Regions from separate parts of the Mus musculus genome. Here all the other regions are linked to region 1. Evidence: chromatin contacts called from public promoter capture Hi-C data. All regions are on one chromosome and are shown on one strand. Each heading gives the region's core, a stretch centred on a gene start, on an enhancer-like site or on the middle of the called end of the contact. The rest is flanking DNA. Distances are from core to core; before and after follow the strand shown.

The links. Promoter capture Hi-C pulls out the DNA fragments that hold promoters and counts their contacts. Capture Hi-C pulls out chosen DNA fragments and counts their contacts.
Region 2: a contact with region 1 is called in a promoter capture Hi-C map of pre-B cells, with 3 times the contacts expected there. The contact joins the promoter of Magi3 here to the promoter of Cd53 in region 1. A contact is called at or near these places in 2 of 39 promoter capture datasets (the C10 cell line and pre-B cells).
Region 3: a promoter capture Hi-C map of liver shows a contact between it and region 1, with 4 times the contacts expected there. The contact joins the promoter of Slc16a1 here to the promoter of Cd53 in region 1. A contact is called at or near these places in 1 of 39 promoter capture datasets (pre-B cells), 1 of 484 Hi-C or Micro-C datasets (B cells) and 1 of 9 other capture datasets (liver).

Annotation. Positions count from the first base shown.
Region 1 is chr3:106,788,154-106,792,954 of GRCm38.p6, reverse strand. It overlaps Cd53 (CD53 antigen), which reads left to right and starts at 2,806. Exons shown (of 8, transcript NM_007651.3): 1 at 2,806-2,988.
Region 2 is chr3:104,218,476-104,223,276 of GRCm38.p6, reverse strand. Magi3 (membrane associated guanylate kinase, WW and PDZ domain containing 3) reads left to right here and starts at 2,871. Exons shown (of 21, transcript NM_001159354.1): 1 at 2,871-3,632. The coding sequence starts at 3,311.
Region 3 is chr3:104,635,873-104,640,673 of GRCm38.p6, reverse strand. Slc16a1 (solute carrier family 16 (monocarboxylic acid transporters), member 1) reads right to left here and starts at 2,010. Exons shown (of 5, transcript NM_009196.4): 1 at 1,846-2,010.

The DNA.
Region 1 (4,801 bases), core at 1,557-4,056:
TATATTTCTAAATATCAAACCCCTTTGAGATACAGCTGGCAAAGGTATTCTCTTCTGTATTCTGTCTACTTTCTGAGAGGCTGTGTAGATTAATTTTCTTTAATCCCATTTTTTAAAATCATGGGTGTATTTCCTGTTCTATTGGGATTCTATTCCAAAAAGGGGTTGGTTATACCAATCTGTTGAAGTGTTTTCCATAGTAGTTTTAGCATTCTAGGTTTTAAATTTTTTTGTTTGTTTGTTTTTTGTTTTTTGAGACAGGGTTTCTCTGTATAACCCTGGCTGTTTTGGAACTCACTTAGTAGACCAGGCTGGCCTTGAACTCAGAAATCCACCTGTCGCTGCCTCCCTGAGGCTGAGATTAAAGGCGTGCACCACCACCTCCCGGCTCTAGGTTTTAAATTAAGGTCTTTGGTGCACTTTGAATTTATTTTTGTAAAGGGTAAAAGAAAATACAGATTTAATTTAATTCTTCTGTTAGTAGCTATCTAATTTTGCCAGTTTTAATTCAATACATTTTAGTTTTTCTTTTCTTTATTTATTTATGTTAAATTTTATTAGATATTTTCTTCATTTACATTTCAAAAGCTATCCCAAAAGTCCCCTATACCCTCACCCCGCCCTGCTCCCCTACCCACTCACTCCCACTTCTTGGCCCTGGCATTTCCCTGTACTGGGGCATATAAAGTTTGCTAGATCAAGGGGCCTCTCTTCCCAATGATGGCCAACTAGGCCATCTTCTGCTACATATGCAGCTAGAGACAGGAGCCCTGGGGGTACTGGTTAGTTCATATTGTTGTTCCACCTATAGGGTTCCAGACTCCTTCAGCTTTTGGGTACTTTTTCTAGCTCCTACGTTGGGGGCCCTGTGTTCCATCCTATAGATGACTGTGAGCATCCATTTCTGTATTTGCCAGGCACTGGCAAAGCCTCACAGGAGACAGCTATATCAGGGTCCTTTCAGCAAAATTTTGCAGAAGTGTCTGCGTTTGGTGGCTGATTCTGGGATGGGCCCCAAGTGGGGCAGTCTCTGGATGATCCATCCTTTCGTCTTAGCTCCAAACTTTGTCTCTGCAACTCTTTCCATGGATATTTTATTCCTTATTCTAGGGAGGAATGAATTATCCATGCGTTGGTCTTCCTTCTTGATTTTCTTGTGTTTTGGAAGTTGTGAAATTTATAGAGGAGAAAGTGCAGAAAACCCTCGAAGATATGGGCACGGGGGAAAAATTCCTAAACAGAACAGCAATGGCTTGTGCTGTAAGATCAAGAATCGACAAATGGGACCTCATAAAATTGCAAAGCTTCTATAGGGCAAAAGATATTGTCAATAAGACAAAAAGGCCACCAACAGATTGGGAAAGAATTTTTACCAATCCTAAATCTGATATGGGACTAATATCCATTATATACAAAGAGCTCACTAAGCTGAACTCTAGAAATTCAAATAACCCCATTAAAAATGGGTTACAGAACTAAACAAAGAATTTTTGACTGAGGAATATGGAAGGGCTGAGAAGCACTTGAAAAAATATTCAACATTCTTAATCATCAGAGAAATGCAAATCAAAAGAACCCTGAGATTCCATCTCACACCAGTCAGAATGGCTAGGATCAAAAATTCATGTGACAGCAGATGCTGGGGAGGATGTGGAGAAAGATGAACACTCCTCCATTGCTGGTGGGATTGCAAACTGGTACAACCACTCTGGAAATCAGTTTGGCGGTTCTTCAGAAAACTGGACATAGTACTACCAGTAGATCTAGCAATACCTCTCCTGGGCATATACCCAGAAGATGTTCTAACTGGTAAAAAGGACACATGGTCCACTATGTTCATAGCAGACCTATTTATAATAGCCAGAAGCTGAAAAGAACCCAGATGTCCCTAAACAGAGGAATGGATACAGAAAATATGGTACATTTACACAATGGAGCACTACTCAGCTTTTAAAAACAATGAATTTATGAAATTCTTGGGCAAATGGATGGATCTGGAGTATCACCCTGAGTGAGATAACCCAATCACAAAAGAAATCCTTTGATATGCACTCACTGATAAGTGGATATTAGCCCAGAAACCTAGAATACCCAAGATAGTTTTTTTTTAAACAAGATTTGTTTACTTATTATGTATATGTATATGTATATGTATATGTGTATGTGTATGTGTATGTGTATGTGTATGTGTATGTGTGTGTATATGTATAATGTATATGTATATGTATATGTATATGTATATACTGTAGCTGTCTTCAGGCACACCAGAAGAGGGCATTAGATCCCATTTATAGATGGTTGTGAGCCACCATGTGGCTGCTGGGAATTAAACTCAGGACTTCTGGAAGAGCAGTCAGTGCTCTTAACTGCTGAGCGATCTCTCCAGCTGCATTTTTGTTTTTCTAGTTCATGTTTTGATACACCTTTGTCCAAAAGTAGATATTCAATCCTACACAAGTTTATCTCTGTGTCCTCTACTATGCTATATTGATCTACAAGTATGGTTTCATTCCAGTACCATGCTGGCTTGGTCAGTATGGTTTAGTAGTATAGTTTGTGGTCAAACGGTGGGGACACATACACAGAAACAGACCCACGGGTATTTTGTAGTTGCTGCTTCAATTGAGAAGCACTGTTCTATGGCCAGGAAATATCACTCAAATTACTGTAAAGTTCACCAGAACTCAGATTGGTGTGTCAGACCTTCTTTAGCTTCCAGAAACCAGCTTAGAATAGGCTGGGAGTGGAAGCCTCTGCAAGTTCACTGAGGAACAGTTGACTATCTGAGCCTAAGAGAGAACACTCAGTCTCACTTCCTCACTCTTCTCGCTTGGGTTTCCTGTCGTCACAGCATGATTGTATTTTTTCTCTCTTCACTTCTCCTTTTACACAAATAGACATAGACTTCTGGGTTACAGGCTGTGCTGGCCACCTAAAAGATAATCAGTGAATTCTACCTGAAGTACTGAGGGACACTGCCTTCAAAAGGTAAGATTTATGACTTTTAACAGCTCTAAATCAGCTAATAAGGCACATAGCATTTTGAGAGTCTCCACACATCCCTTTAGTAACTTTAAAATGTGATGTGTTTACAAATATTTAGATCAGCACTTCCCTTAGGCAACTGGGCTAGAAATACTTTGATTTAATTGGTGTTTTATTTTCTGATATCTCTTTGGGCCTAAGTATTCATAAGCTTACATTATTATGCCACTTGAATTGCTTACTGTATATGGTGGTTTCTAATGCTTGAAGTTTTTGAGGTGAGATGAGATGAAATTGGGGAGATCTTCTATGTTGTTTTTTCTTCAAAAACTTGAAGTTTCATTTTAGAGCAGGGAGGAAAATCATAACCAGAGTGATTTAGAACAGTAGCCAGAAGACATGTTGTCTTTGTTTGAAAACATTTTAAAGGAAAGTTAGTGCTGAGAATGTCATGTTTTGATATAAGATAGATACAAAAAACCTGCAACATAGGTGTTCTGCAATGTACTTCATGTATTTTATTCCTATGGCTTAGTTTGGGGGAAGGTAAACATTGTGATCTGAAGGGCTTCTTTCTTCACTTTAAATGGTCTGTGATACACAAAGCTTGAACATTGACAAATTTCACATAAAATGTGCAGCAGAGAGGAAACCCACATAACTTGATACAGTAATAGTTTCCAACTTGCAAGCCATTCTAGGGTGTAAGTATTCAGCAAAATGATAGTCAAGCTTTGGTCAATACAAAATGTCTGTATCAGGTCTTTCTTGGTCCAAGAGCTGTGAAGAGCTCATTTGATTATAATCTAAAAGGGAGAAAGTAAAGTATCCATGTCCACATTTTCTCACCTAAAATTCAAGGGAGATGATTGGGAGTTAGTTGCAGCTTGTCAGAGCCACCCTCAGAGGCTACTAAACCTTATGTTTATAAATAGTGACCTAAGTGAACTAAGTTAAAAACCATGGGTTAGGCACCCTTTGATGTCTGACAGTATACTGTTGATACAGAGGAGAAATGAAGAAGAATGGAGAATTTGCCCAGTAATAGTTTTTTCCATGAGGAGCTTTTCTTGGTAATCATATCTATTAGAAGATTGAGCCAGAGAAGAATTTTATCTGCTGTGTGAGCAATGTTTTGCTTTCTCAATCTCGATCCAAATCTTCACTGCTTTGAAACTGGTTGATTAAGAGCAGATGCCAAACTGAAATGTGGTTTCCTGTGTGGGCCAGTTAAGGTTATTTTGCTTTTAGATATGATGTTTGCTTATCTTTATGCTCACAGGAAGTGATTCACAGCCTAGGCCAACACAACTACCTCACTACCACTCAAAGGATTTCAAGTTTTTTGTTAGCAAGAGGCAAATATATAAAGGAAAACCTCTGTTGTTTTGATATCTTCTATGTCCTCTGACTGCCTAGAAGCCTCAGACTAGTGCTTAGCTTCCTCATTCCCCACTACCCTGCAATGTCCCAACAGCCAGGCACTGTGCTCAGGTTCTAGAAACACAAAGTTAACGGATGTGGTTGTCAATCACAAAGAGATTACCATGGAGGGCAGATATTAGGACACACATAACACAAAATAATATGCTCTTTTCTATAAAGTAGGGAGAGTGCACACAATATACAGGAGTTCAGGAGTTTTCCAAAGACTCCCTCAGAGAGAAGACTACTATGAATGTATTATAGAGACTGGAACCATTAACATTTCCAGTTACAAGGCACTACATATGTACTCAAAGAAGTATTACTCCCCCACTTCCTGCCACAGGCATGGTAGAAATGAAATTAAGCAAGAGAGACTAATCACATGGTC
Region 2 (4,801 bases), core at 1,622-4,121, 2.6 Mb after region 1:
TCATATTGTTTGATTTAGTAATACACCCTTAGGAAAAACCCGAACTCTTAATCCAAAAGATAAGTTTAAGAAACAATGATAACGTTGAAAACAATTTAACCAGGGGCCATTTCAGAGAGATCATTTATGTGACATCCATGACTATGTAGTAATTTCCAGCAGTGTCCTACCATCAGTAACTCACCGAGTAGGCAGAATATTCCGACTAGGGGGAAAATGACCCACCTAAGATGGATATTTGCAGAATTGAAGAGGTACCCACGGATGCATTTAGCCTTATCACAAACATTATGATATAGCATAAGCCAACATAACATTTTGTGGAGTGTTTGCTATGCTGTCTATGTGGAGTGCTTGACTCATCTGCAGACAAGTCTCACCACAACTCAGTGAAGTATTGTTGTCATACCTGTTTTGTGTATGGGGAAATGGAGGTTAGGTGACAACAAGCAGCTTGCTAGGAAATGGAAAAGCTGGTATGTGAGCCTGGCTCTGAAGCTAAGGCTCCCTAATGACTGCAGTTTTCTGCCTGAGAATCAATTCATGGTTAAGACACTGGGCAGATGTTAGATGACTTAAAAAAAAAAAAGAAAAAAGAAAAAGAAAAAAGACACACAGCAGGCAGACATTGTTGGGTGACTACTTAACAACTATTCTCTCCTCCTCCCTTAAAGAGGACCTCTGCTTTGTTTGAAGGTGACTTATGATCAAGTTAGTGGAATGCTAGTAATTGCATTTTCTTTTGCCAGTGACTGGTCTAAGGTGGTCATGGCTCCATTTTTCTAGCCTACCACAGTGGCCACAAGCTAGGTAGGATTTTTCTCTTTCATCAAATTTGGACTAACATTTTCTTACCCTTCTTTCTTGCTTCATATAATGACCTTTGAGGATGTGATGTCTGGAGCTATGACAACCTTGTAATTAATAGGTGACAGGCTTGGAGACAAAAGTTCATATGGATATGATGTGGAAGAGTAAACACAAAGAGCTCCGGACCTTGATAATAGACTGTCCAACTAGTCCTCAAACTACCACACTTAAACTTTATGTTAAAGATGTAATAAATGACAGTGTGCTCTAAGCTATTATTTGTCAGATGTTTTGTTCCTTGTTGCCAGAGCCATTCTAAACAGATACAGTTTAGGCAGAGCATTGTGTTTCAGTCTCAGCAAAAATAGAAGATGTGAAGGCAATCGAGTATTCATTCAGGAATTTATTAGTATTAACTAGTTGTCCATAAAACAAGTTAAATTTTTTTTTAAATTTCAGATGTTGGTCTATTTGAATGATCCACATGATGCCTGTGAAAAGTATTTACTCCATTGGGTTCCAGACGCTGGGCTTTCTCTACCCCCATCATAAGTGTGAAGGCCATCTGGCTTCCAATCCACTTGGCCAGAGGGAGCCTCAGCAGGATGGAGGGTGGTATTAAAGAAATGTAGTTTCTCTCTTGGGTGACTGCTCAGCAGACAATCAAGGACTGAAGGTTACAGTCTGGCAATCTCTCCATCAGGGTGTAGATAAAGGTCCTGTCTCTGCCTGGCAGGTCCCAAGCCTGCAGCTCCAGGGCTCCACTTCCCTTATTGTTTCTTGAGTCCAGCCCACATTTAGTGTTTTTATTTCCCCAGTTCAATGGTGTGAAGGAAATCACTGTAGCTGTCTGAAGCTTGATCTAGTTTGTAGAGCTCCTCGGAGTTTAAAATAAGGGCTATCATTAAAGGGAGTCAGAAGACATGCCCTGTCACAAAAGTGAGACAAGTGCCCCAGTTCAGAGAAAACACTTTCCAAGAAATACTGGACGACTATTTGGATGAGGTGAAACATTTACGAACAGAGGGCATTCCAAAGACGAGAAAGCACGCGTTCAATGAAGGAAGAAAAAAAGCTTAAGTGTTTCTGAAAAATTAGAGCTGGGAGAGATCTGAGGTCTCCCTTGTTCTGAGTCACTTCTTCCACCTTCTTACAAACAAGCAGACGCGAAGCAGAGATCTGGTCAAGGTCAAGCCACCAGTGTCAGGACTTAGCTCCGCAGGCACCAGGTTGTTTTTTAATCCATCTCCTTCCCGCTTTCCTCAAATGATCTTCTAGTCAGTCTCTCTCGCTAAGCTGCAGTCTCCTCGAGAGCAGGATCACTGTTTTCTTCATTCTTGGAGTTCAGTAGCTAGTGTAATTAATGATCTTCACTCTCAGCTTGTTTCCGACAGGCTGTCTAACTTGCCCGAGATCACACAGCATTCGAGCACTGGACTGTATTTTACCCTCAATTAACAGGATTTCGCCAATGGATCATTTAAGAACATTCATTGAACGAATTAACAAATTCAAACCCGTAGAATCCGTTTCAGCCTTAACAGGCCCATTTAGTGGCTCCACCGTTCGGAGTAGCTGGGCACTGGACTCCCAGGATCCAGGCAAAGCACTCCCAGGATCGCCTTCGGGCTCCAGCTCCGAGGCCCCGCCCCCTGCCCAGCTGGGCACGCCCCACCTTGGGGACCAGGGTCCTTTCAGTGTTTGAGTTTCCCTTGGCTCCAGCCCCTGGCTGGAGGGCCTCTCCCCTCTAGGCGACCTGTGCCCGCTCCCAGACCAACCCTCTCTTTTCCCTCCCCCTTCTCCCTCCCTCACACTCTAAACTTCTTTTTTCCTCCCTCTCTAAACTTCAGTCATTCTAGTGCCCGCCTCCTCTACTTAGACCACCCAATCAGAAATCAGCATGCCCGCCGAGGGCCGCCCCCAGCTGCCAGAACCCAATCCACGGTGCGGAGCCGAGAACTGGGCGGGTCCTCCGGAGCAGAGCTGGTGACGGCAACGCGCCGGGCGCTGCGCTGCGGGAGGGGGCGGGGCCGGGCCGGCGAGGGCGGGGGAGGGGCCGAGCGGGGAGGAGGTTGCGGCGGGTTTGAAAGCGCCAGTTTCCTGGCAGCTGGGGCAGGCGTTGGTCTCGGCGCTCCGGCTCCGCAGCAGCCGCGCTCCAGCGAGCGACTAAGCTCGGTGCGCGCGTACCGATACGAGCCTCGGTTCCAGCCGCTCCCTCAGCTCCCGCCCCTTTGCCTCAGCCTTTCCCGCCGCGCGGGCGCCGAGTCCCGGCCGTCGGCGCTGACCCCGCCCGGAGACCCCGCCGGCGCCGCCCGCGGGGCGCGCGCTCCCTCCGGCTCTCCTCAGCGGCCCGCGAGAGGGGCGGCTCGCGGCGGCGCGCGGCCGGCGGGCTGAGGCGGGGGGTCGACGGCGGCGCCCCTCTGGCCGGGCTGTGCGCGGGGCCCGGAGCGGCACCGCGGCCGCCCGCGCGGGGGCTCCCCATGGTGCAGCGGAGGTCGGGATGTCGAAGACGTTGAAGAAGAAGAAGCACTGGCTCAGCAAGGTGCAGGAGTGTGCGGTATCCTGGGCCGGGCCCCCGGGCGACTTGGGCGCCGAGATCCGCGGCGGCGCCGAGCGCGGCGAGTTCCCTTACCTGGGGCGGCTCCGCGACGAGGCTGGCGGCGGCGGAGGCACCTGCTGCGTGGTCTCGGGCAAGGCGCCCAGTCCGGGCGATGTGCTGTTGGAGGTGAACGGGACGCCGGTCAGTGGGCTCACCAACCGGGACACTCTGGCTGTCATCCGCCACTTCCGCGAGCCCATCCGTCTGAAGACGGTGAAGCCAGGTGTGTGGTCGCCTTGGGGACCCGGGTCCTGGTCCGACTCCCCGGGGAGGAGGGGGGAGGGGGCGGCGCCGGGGTTTCCCATTTTGCGGCTAGTAAAACTGAGCTCGGGTGAACCGACAGCTGTGTAGGCTGTCAGGGAATTGGCACTAGGAGCTGGCTTTCCTAATCCAGCTCGGTCTCCCACCGCATCAAGAGTTTTTATTTTTATTTTTATTTGCCTAGAGAAGAGCCATCTCTTTTCTTCTCCCCTTTGTGGAAACAGTCCTATGATGATAATCTTTTCTTTGGAACGTATTTGCGTCTTCTAACGGGGAGAAAGGGCTTTACTATGGAGACTCGGCGCCGGATCGAGGGCCGAGGTTACCACTGAAAGCTCCTGGGAGGGCTCAGCTGGCCCAGTGCGTCGTGCACGACCGCAGACGTCTGGGAGCTGACAGTCCCACTCTGTGGGTCTAGGTGGCTCAGGTGTCTGAGTCCCAGTGAGGTACAGTGTGTGGTATGAGGCAGTGGAGCTGTTGTGTCGTCTGGATTTGGAAGGAGGACCCAGGTGCCCAGCCGAGCAAATGCCTTTGTAAAGCTTTCAAATCTACAGTATTTGTTGAAGCGCAGGGTAAAAAAAAGAACCCCTTGGTGCCCTGGTGTCTTTGATGCTCGTAAAATGTGCTGCAAAGCATGTTACGCTTATGGCATACTCCCTAGCTGGAAAGCATTGATCAGACTGCGCAGTCTGGTCTGGTAGTATGTAGTAAGTTTTCTTACGAATTTGTAAGAGAAAACACTGTTGGACCTTTCGGTATTGGTAAAATATGGTTCTGGCTTCTGAGGTGGTTGTAGACATGGGCATCGTGATTAATCATTGTTACTAGAAATCAAATTGTTTCTGCTGAACGTAGATACGGTACATCTGAACATATGGGGCTGCCAAACTGACTTGGGCTAGATTTTGGTCTTCCCCGTTCACTACAAAATGCTAGAAATTTCTAGAAATTTTAACACGTTCTCTCTCCCTCTCCTCCTCTTCCCTCCCCCCACTTCTTCCTCCTCCCTCCCTCGATCTCCCTCTTCCTCATCTTCAGCTCACTTTAGGACTGCCTCTTAAGTAGTCCTTGAGCTAATTGCAACTGATGGTTTGATGCAATATCCATGTGTTGTGGGTATGTGACATAATC
Region 3 (4,801 bases), core at 761-3,260, 2.2 Mb after region 1:
CCACCCTGCCCCCCTTAATCTGTTTAGGATTATGTAAATCGTACAGCTAAAGCTTTAAAACTCTCAAAATGCTCCTCAAACTAAGAACTTTCATATTTAACAAGGTCACAATCTGATAAACCAACAGCATCTACTTAAACCCACAATGAAATGACTGAAATACACTTAATTAAACATTTATTCTAGGACTGGGCATGGTAGCAGACGCTTTTAATTCCAGCACTGGGGAAGCAGAAGCAGATCTCTTCTGCGCTCAAGGCCAACCTGGTCAACAGAGTTCCAGGACAGCCAGGGATACACAGAGAAGCTCTGTGTCGACCCCCCCCCCCCATCTAAAGTCTTGAATTATTGGTCATTTCTTATGATACTTGGAAAGCAAAGTTGTAAAATTTAGTCATTTTTACTTTTTTTTTTTTTTTTTTGAGAAGGGTCTCACTATGTAAAGCCTATACCTCCTGCCTGTACACCTTGGATTTAATTTCCGAAAGGTTAAGGCGATGGACTGACCACTTCCTTCTCCTTTTTTCCTCTCTCTCTCTCTCTCTCTCTCTCTCTCTCTCTCTCTCACACACACACACACACACACACACATACACATCCCCGAAGACTTGGACTTAGAAGCACCATTTACCACTTAATTAAAATAAATGAATGATGAATAAATAAATTCAAGAGTCTCTTATTCAGCTGAGAAAAACAAGCAAAACACGAGAACAAAAACCCACCCTGCTTGATTTAATTCCCATCCACCCTTTCCCAAACTCTCGTACAATTACTAATCTCACACATCAGCATATACTCATTTAAAACCAAAGTAATTTTTTTTCAATGCCGACGATCAAACTTTGGAGCCTCAGGCATGGTAGGCCAGGCAGGTAGGTACTCATGCCACTGAGCAACACACCCCGAGCCTAAGCGGAATGACGCCTTAAGATTTCAAAATTAGTTATGGGTAAAAAAAAACAAAAGTAGTTTGTCACTGTGTAACTACTAGCAGTAGCCCGCCAGTTTATAATGAGCCACTGGAAAACGGGAAAAGACTGAAGTAGTAACACGTGCGTTTCCTGGTTGAGTGATCAGACGCTAGTTTTCGTAACTGCTGGTTGCACCAAAAACGCCATCATAAAGAAAAGCTAAAATGTACTCGGCAAAGGGATGTACTTGGCCCAGAAAGTGTGCTCTGACCAAATATAAGGACGTTTAAATCTGCTCCACAGGGATGCCTTGGGACCCCGTGCCCGCGGCAGACGCGCCGAAGCCACAGGTTGGACCATAAAGAGCCCCTTCCTCAAAGTTCACTCGAACCCCGTAGTCTTGTACCGGCGGTCCGCAATGCAGCTCCTCACATTCCTCACACCACTCTAGCAAGTCACCTGGTGGGACACCGATTGGCAGACCGGGGAGGCTGGGCGGGTATGCCACGAGTCCTAAGTAACTCCCGCCCCAGCAGAAGGCGGCAGGAGTGCACCACGTGAAGCGGCCTCAGGTCGTCCCTCTTCCCGACCTAAGCATCTCTCCAGGCGCCTAGAGTAGGCAGCGCTGGAAGCGTCTCCCCCAAGGTCACCGGGCACCATGACCCGACTCCCGCAGCCCGGCGGCCGCCACCTGACCACGGGCCCGCAGCTCGGCCGGGAGAGACGCTGTGCCCAGCGCCTCAAGGTCCCCTTCACCCACGCCACGTTCCGGGCCACGCGGCTCCGCGCGCCCAGGATGCCGCGTCGCTCGCCCCGACCCTTGCCCCAGGGAGGAAAGTCCCCGCGTGCCCGCGGGGCTCCGCGACCCCACCGGGGCACCAAGGGCACCGCGGATTCCGTGCCGCGCGCTGCCCGCTCAGCCCGGACTAACCGTTATGTGTGTCTCGCGGCGCCCGGAGTATGCGTGACGCGGCGGCGCGGGCCGCAGTTCCTCGGAGCCGGGGGGGTCCCGCTCGTGTCCCCTGCCCGCCGCCGGGCTCCTTGGCTGCTGCACCTACACGACCGACCAGTCACGTCGCAGCTCGCCACTTTGTCTGGCGGGGCAGGCGCGGCTGCCTTATAACCCGCGGGGGCCGGAGCATGCGCACAGGGGGTGGAGTCGGCCTTCCCGGCCGCCGCCCCCTCCCTGCCATACATACTCCCAGCTCGGCATCTCGCGCCTCCACACGCTGCGGGCTGCGCGTGCCCGCTCGCTCGCTCGGGCGCGCGCGCCGGCGCCCCCCTTCCCGCCACGTGACCCGGCGCCGCGGCCCGGAGACCCCGCACATCCTTATCAGCGCTCTGAGGGGGTAGCTTCTTTTGGCGCGTGCCGGGGACGCCATCGTGGGCCTCACCCCTCAGGCTCTGGAGGAGAAAAGGGGAAAAAAAAACTGCCCTGAGGGCGGACCCTGAGGTGCAGAGGGCGAAGGCGATGGACCGTCGGAGTCCGGGGACTGAACAGCATTTTGAATGGACGGACACTGGTAGACTCCGATGTGGGCCTGGAACCCGGGCTCGGGGACCCTGGGAAGTTGCTGGAACCCTCCGGGCCTGTTTCCTTGCGCTACATCAGCCACTATGGAGGCGTTAGGAAGTTTAATGTGCGATTTTACGCAAGTATCTCGTCACAGAGCCTGACCTGTGGCATTTGATGAACGCTTAGTTTAAGGACAAGCCGGTCAGGAGAAACTGGCCCCGGGGCAGAGAGTGTGTACGTTGGAAACGCTGATATGAGCATGCTCTTAGGCCAGAAGTTTATGAACACTGGATTTGGGGGACGGGTCGGGATTATGGCTAGTGGGATTAGGACAGTTGCATGCTAAGTAAGCACTGTACCAGAATTATCTTGTATGATCTTCACAACCGTATTAGGTGCCAAGAAGATCTTGTAACTAAGGAACCCCGGGCTTCACGAGGTTAACTGGCAGAAGTCACCAGGCTAGGAAGTCGCCAACATTTAAAGTCAAAGCCACAGAGCCTGGTGTCACAAGAGCCATTTTCGGTTCTTCACCAAGCCCAGATTCCAAAGTGTCTTGAAGTGGTAAACTAGTGAGTACTCTTGATGGCCAGGACCCTTGATATTTTTATTATTACGAGATGGGTATTTGGTTGGTTGTTTTTGATTTCTTGTTTTTTTTTTTTTTTTTTTTTTTTTTTTTTGAGATAGCCTCGTGTGTGTGTATAGCTCCACCTGGCCTGGAACTCATCATGTAGATCAGGCTGGCTTCGAACTAAGAGAGCAAACATGAAAAAAAAAAAAAAATCAACCCGCCTCTGTCTCCCTACCGCTAAGATTATTTGTTTAATTTTGTGTTTTGAGACATGGCCTTATTATGTATTCTCTTGGCTGGCCTGAAACTTGTAACGTTGATTAGACTGGCCTCAAACTCAAGAGATCCGCCTGGTTTTGCTTCAGTGCTGCTATTAAAGGCATGTGCTCCATCACACCCAGTGAGAATATTTTTTAAAGTCAGGCCTTCTGGCTTCCAAGGCTCTTACTGCATACCAAGATCCTGCCCTCCCCGCCATTTGCTCTTCGACCTCTCCCTACCTACACTGGTTTTCCTAATCCTCCGAAATAGGCCCTCTACTTAGTTTTGTGGATGAAGAACCAGAGATTGAAAAGAGGCCCTGTGTGCCCCAGCACTCAGGAGGCAGAGGCAGGCAGATTTCTGAGTTCGAGGCCAGCCTGGTCTGCAAAGTGAGTTCCAGGACAGCCAGGGCTATACAGAGAAACCCTGTCTCGAAAAACAAAACAAAAAACCAAAGAGGCCCTGTGTGCCTTCAGCTCCCCTCTGCCTCCTTTCAGTATGAAGAGTTCATACTAGGAACTCTTAGTAGGATCCAGTTTGAAATCCACCAAGTGCTGCTTATGAGCAATATTTTGTCTTTTACATCTGATAAATACATAGAAGGGAAAAGCTCTTCAGGTCTTTAGGGTGGTTGGAACTTAAAACAGTAGTGGTTTAGGGTTGTTAGGATAAGACATTCAGTGGTACAACATTTAGCTTGCAGGAGTCTGGCCCCTGTTTAGACCTTCAGCACCACAAAAAACGGAAGTGGGGGTACTCGAAGTGTTATTGTGGTAACTGTTCAGGGAGATGGTTTGAAAAGGTGAACTAGAGAGGTGGGAAGTTTCTGGATGGTTTTGTTTGTTGACCTCAAAACCTTACCTGTCTGTGTATGTGAAATGCTCATAAACTTGTGACACTCTCTCCCTCCCCACACTAAGATGGCAGGAATGAGCCTGATTTCAGGGTAGGCAGTACAGGATGGAGTGGGAAACTGATACATTCACAATAGAAATCTGGGAGCCAGGTCTCCAGAGTTCCATCTTTGATACTTGACAACTTATATTGTGCCCTTAGGCAAGTTAAGCCTCATTCTCCACTCTGTGCAAGAAAGGTAAGATCTAGTTCCTGGCCTACCTTATAGGATTGCTATGGTAATACAGTTATACAATTAAGATTTACTTCAGGGCTGGTGAGATGGCTCAGTGGTTAAGAGCACTGACTGCTCTTCCAGAGGTACTGAGTTCAATTCCCAGAAACCACATGGTGGCTCACAACCATCTGTAATGGGATCCGATGCCCTCTTCTGGTGTGTCTGAAGACAGCTATAGTGTACTCATATATACATAAAATAAATAAAAATAAACCTTTTAAAATTTTTAAAAAATTAAAATAAAAATTTAAAAAGATTTACTTTAGACCCCATCCCCCACCCCAGCGCTTTGGTAAGTGCTCTGCTACTCAGCTGTAGCTTCAGACCATTTTGTTCTTATTTCACTTAGGTTTTATTCATGTAAGAAACACTTTTAGGCAGTGAGATCTCTGTGAGTTCAAGGC